Linked DNA regions of Triticum aestivum: region 2 is linked to region 1. A link is a contact called in public Hi-C data. All regions are on one chromosome and are shown on one strand. The core of a region is the stretch at or near the end of the contact, and the rest is flanking DNA. Distances in the headings are between cores, read along the strand shown. Region 1 holds the start of LOC123097850 (receptor-like protein kinase HERK 1). Region 2 holds the start of LOC123100013.

Region 1 (2,700 bases), core at 62-2,561:
AGTCCTTGTACACCGGTATGGATAGCCGGTTGAACGTGTCACGCGAAATCTCGTAGTTGTCGAGCACCACCGCCCCGCCGACGTAGACGTTGAAGGCCATTCCCATGGCTGCCTTGCTGACGATGTCGCACCAGTGGAACCGGAGCAGGTAATCCGACCCGGCCGGGGCGTCGAACCTCCAGCTGATGTTGAACTGCACGTTGATGGTGCTGGTCTCGCCCGCCGTGCTCAGCCTCGTCGCCGTCGCGTAGACCTCCGCCGGCGCCGTGTACGCGGACGAGAGTGCCGATTTCTCGTCGTATTTGATCGTCAGGGGCTTGGCGTCTTTGTGCTGCGCTAGGTCGGTGTTGACCTGGAAGCTCTGGTCCGGCAACCACGTCCTCCCCAGCGTGTCGTTGCCGGGCGTGATCTTGGGAACGCCCATGTTGATCCTGTGGATCGTCTCCAGCGCCTGCGTCGACAGCCCGGTGTACTGGACGGCGCCGTCCACCATCCTGGCCATGTCGGCGATGAGCTCGTCGGGGACCGACACGACCTCGATGGCGTTCACGAACGCGAGCTTCCCCGTCGGCGCGAACGCGATCACCAGCGTGCCCCCGGTGACGTTCACGGAGAACTCCCTGAGCTCCGCTGTGCCGTTCTTGGGCGTGTACCCGTTGACGAGCACCGCGCCCTGCACGGACACGTTGAACGCGGCGTCCGCCACCATGTCGTAAGACCTGTAGGGGAAGGGGAAGAAGTGAAGGCGCACGAAGTGCCGGCCGGGCTGCTTGACGGCGAACGTGTAGGAAGCTGGCGCGGTGAACACGCGTGCGGACCGATACAGCTCCGACTCGCCGGACGGGACGACCGCGGTCCGCGATGTGTTGGCCTCGACGCTCTGCGGCGCGGCCAGCGACTTGGCCGGCAGACGCGCGTCCCCGACGAACGTCCGTCCGGCGGCGACGGTGGCGCTCGCCGACGTGCCGCAGAGGACGAGGTAGTTGTCCGCGGGGGTAAACGCGCCACTGGCTGCGCCGAGCAGCACGGACGCGACGAGGAGCCGCACGAGCATGTCAAGAACCGGCGGCATGGTGTAAGAATTCCGGCCAAAGCATCGGCGATCGGCACGGGGCTCTAGGAGAAGGGCACGGAGGCCTTCATCGACAGGGATGCGCACAAACTGGAGAGCATCACCAGAGTGGACGATTGCTTTTGTAGAGGTGTTGTTGAGAGTTGACACTTGTTGCTTGACGATGAGGAGCACAAGGAGTTAGCGACTGCTGCTAATACCCACAGGAAGGAAAGTGAATCGATGCTAGGTTTTGATGAGCTCTTGGATGTGGCGGGGGTATTTGATTAGCTGGGGAGCACTGCGTATTGCGGTGTCATTTTCTCAGGATCTCAGGTGGAGAGATAGGCTTGAATTTCATATATTATCAGGAGCCTTTTCCTTGTTTGCGGGGGAAATCAGGAGCTTTCTAATGCCGTCATTTTCTTGGTTTACAGATTGTCTGGCATATATTCGATTCGGTAAATTTCTCGTGTGATCCTCTATGAAGAAACGTCAACATATATATTGTTAAACAAAGACAAGGCGAAAGTTTTTGCAGCGTGTGATGAACGGACCGGGTGCCTCTTAGGTCTCTTTTACTGTCAACTGGTTCTCATTGTCATGTTCCGTGGCACTAGGAATTACTGTAGTACCAACACTGAGGCCAGATAAAAGGTTCCACGAGAGCACGGGGCACCTTTTCTGTTGTGGCCTCTCGCGACATGTCAAATCCCACGGTGACACATTCGCAGTCGCAGGTGAAAACGACTGCGAGGGAAAACCATGCATTTTGTCGTGTGAATCGTGGCCCTTTGTTTAGGAACGTAAAGGGGAACGATCTGATCCCTCGACCATTGTGCTGTGCTCGGCTCGGTGGGAAGGAAGGGCCGAGGAAGTCTCCAACCACCTCCGTCGACCACCGCACGCGACCGGAGCAGCCGTCGTTTTCGTACCACCGTCGTGCGCGCCACGACGACCAGGCGCAGTTCGTACATTCGTTTTCTTTTCCCGGCCGGTGGTGTATGTACGCGTCTCCGGCGCTTACTGGATGGCACTGCTCCTGCTCCTCCTGAGATGGTAAATGTGGGGCATGTCCAACGCGGACTCTCATGCCGTCGGCATCCATCTGGATCTCGCGGTCCAGATGTGTTTTGGCATGCAACGCAGTCCTCGCATCCGTTGGCTAACATTCAGTCTCATCTCTACTCCCTCGGTCCTTTAAAGAGTGTATTTCCAACTTTATTGAAGGGTCAAACTATCTCAATGTTTGACCGAGTTTATGCAAAAATATATTAATGTTTGTGAAACCAAATAGGTATATGATGAAAATATATTTTAACATGAATCTAATGCTACTAATTTAATGGCATAAATGTTGGTGCATTATTATATAAATACGGTCAAACATAAAAAATTTGACTTTCTAACAAAGTTGGAAGTAACTCTTCAAAGGACGGTGGTAGTATATTTTACCAGCAAAATATGTACTGTATCGTAAGTGTGAAATACTACTGCAGTGTGAACAGCTCGATCTCGTACGATGGCGGCGGCACTGCAGATTAGATTAGAAGATCATCATGAAGGCGATCGAGATGGTATGTTCCTGTACTCCTGTACAGGCAGGTGTAGGGAGGGGCGCTGTCGTCGTGTTCGTGTACGTAGGAGAC
Region 2 (2,700 bases), core at 95-2,594, 220 kb after region 1:
AGATAAGGACATGCATGTTTGCTTTCCTCAAAATCTATTGGTGTATTAAATACCCGGTATTTACCATCTAATAAAGATAACCTACAAAACACAAATTTATTCGCTAAAAATGTTAATAGTCTAAAATGTTGTAGGTGATATAAAAAATCCAGGAATGCACCATAACTAAAATGTTGATAGTCTAAAGTAAAAAAGATTATATAAATTAGTAAAAAAAACATATCAACGCTATAATGGAAGGAGTTTTGTAGTTATGCACTTCGATCTAGAATACATACCTTGCAACAAATGCACCACGACAATGGACGTAAAGCGCGCCTCGCCAATACACACTGTAACGCCATCTTGGGCCCCATTCCATCGGTTGTTGCATACTGGCCATCGTCTTGACAGCCTCTCCTTCCCGGACAAATGACCTCTCCCGCCACTCTCCAGTAGCCGATGAGAACACAGGCAGCGTCCATTGTGACGGTGGCCATTCCGTCAAACGATGCAAGTCATCGATGGACTGTCTTGGCAAAGGTTCTACAGCCGGCTCATCTTGGTCCTCATTCTCTGCGTCCTCCTCGACACCCGACATGTCATCCAGCAAAGACAGAAACTCAACGAGGTCGAACTTCTTGGGCTTGTCGGGCTCGCGGCGGAACAGGAGCACCTCGTAGCCATGCGACAGGGCGGGGTCGAAGACCAGATACGGGACGTAGTTGTTGGCGTCCATGCGCGGGAGACGCTCCCACCGCCTCGTGGCGGTGTTCACCACGCAGTACAGCCATGCGTTGCCGTAGAGCAGGAGGCCGTTGCAGTGATCCAGGATGGAGTTGTAACCCCGGCTATAGTCGGGGAGGAAGTCGAGGTCACCGTAGTCGGGCGCGCCCGCGGGGCGCGCCGACGGACGGGCGAAGAACCGTGGCCGCCAGTGCCCGATGTAGTTGAGGAAGACGCCGCGCACCGAGTGCGGCAGGGGGCGCGCGGGCGCGTCTTCCGGCGGAGCTGTCTCTGCTTGCTGCGGATCATCCATGGCTTCCGCGGCGGCCTAGCTAGCTTGGATCTTGGATTCTTGATGCAGAGCGGATCAGCGGAGGAGCAGGTCAACTGTACGCGGCGTGCTTGGGCGGGATGTCAGCTCAGGTTATAACGAAACTAGAAAGCTTATAGCCCGGCTGCTGTGCTGACGATGCCCAGAGACCCAATGCATGGGATCGGATCGTATCATCAGGCCATCCGGGAAACATGATAATTACTGGAGACTGATTAGTTGGCGTACCGATCGGTTCTCGTTCCTGGAATATTCAATTGGCTTGATCAGATCGCGCCCAAAAAGGAAGAAAGAAAGAAAGATCTCGATTCTTTACATGAGTTTTAATTATCTTATCAAGTTTTGTTTAATGCGTATGCAATTGAGACGTAAAAGAGAAAGGAAAACGCTTGCTTTAGACCGGCTGAAAACAGCGAGACGCAAGCCTCCTCCAGCGATCGACACGCGTCCCTGGTGGCCCCACGCGCCGCTCACCCATCTCCGTCTTATCCACGCAGAGAAGCCACGGCCGCTCATTTTTTCTTTCCTATCGCTGCGTCGGTGCGTCGTCTTCCTCGCACTCACGCATCCCTCCTACAGATCCCTCTCTCTCTCCTATGCCTACTGCGAGAGCTCCTTCCTCTTTACACTCCCCCCCCCCCCGCCTCCACCCGCCAGGCGACGGACTGCTGCAGCTGCGTGGGGCACCGCTGCGCTGCAGCGACCGCAGTGTCATGAGTCGAGGAAAGCTTCGACACGCGACCACCGCCCGCCATGGCCGTCGTAGATGATGCTGCTGCGATGGGGAGCATCTGCGCATGGCCGTCGAGCTGCGATTTGAGCACGGCGTGGCTGCCTGAGCTGCAATGGTGGGAGTAGCGCTGCGACGGTGACCACGGGGAGTGGGCCGACAGGGACATTGCAACTCCGGCAATGTTGCTTTGAAGATGTCTCGGGGCTGAGATGCATCTCGCCGGAGCTGCAATGGAGCGCTCGTCGGCGCTCCCTCCCACCGCTGCAATGGAGAGCTCGCCACCGCTCCTGGCGCTGCAATGGAGCACTCAACGGAGGTCTCAGAGCTGCGATGCATCTCGCCGGAGCTGCAATGGAGAGCTCGCCGGCGGTGTCCCGGCGCCTCCGCCATGGGCACCGCGTGCTGCGTCGCCACACCTGTCGCCGCCGGCACTGCATCGCAAAATCCGCCATCGTCTCCGGCGCTGCAAAGCACAACCCCCGCTCCGCTCGCAGCTTCCGCCGTCATCACCGTGTGCGTCTTAACATCCGCCATGGCCGCCGCGCGCTGCGATTCAACATCCGTCGCCGGCCACCTGTGCTGCGATGTAACATCCGTCGTGGGCTGCCTTGTGCTGCGATGCAGCCCTCACCGGCGTTTGCTGCCGTCGGCGACGTAGCAGCGAACTGCTGCGTGTGCTCGGGAGGAAGAAAGCGATGGACCGACGAACTCGGGGGAGGAAGGAAGCGACGAAGCGTTGACCCATCGAACGGCTTGGGCTGGATAGATCGGACGGCCACCTACCCGACAGATTTCCTGAAGAAATCAGCCGGATGACGCCTAGCACCGGCCAAAGAGAAAGGCAAAAAAAATTAGGAAGCCTGCAGCTGTCCATATTCCAAAATCTTGGCAGTACTCACGCTCCCCGCTCCCCCCCCCCCCCCCCGCGCCG

What was found. A called contact is a pair of places that touch in the nucleus more often than the background predicts.
Region 2: a contact with region 1 is called in a Hi-C map of leaf, with 4 times the contacts expected there. The contact joins the promoter of LOC123100013 here to the promoter of LOC123097850 in region 1. A contact is called at or near these places in 4 of 5 Hi-C or Micro-C datasets (leaf and an unstated tissue) and 1 of 1 datasets of contacts at active chromatin or transcription factors (leaf).

Annotation. Positions count from the first base shown.
Region 1 is chr4D:349,250,609-349,253,308 of IWGSC CS RefSeq v2.1, forward strand. It overlaps LOC123097850 (receptor-like protein kinase HERK 1), which reads right to left and starts at 1,312. Exons shown (of 2, transcript XM_044519695.1): 1 at 1-1,312. The coding sequence starts at 1,072.
Region 2 is chr4D:349,469,893-349,472,592 of IWGSC CS RefSeq v2.1, forward strand. It overlaps LOC123100013, which reads right to left and starts at 1,345. Exons shown (of 2, transcript XM_044522015.1): 1 at 279-1,345; 2 at 1-81. The coding sequence starts at 1,018.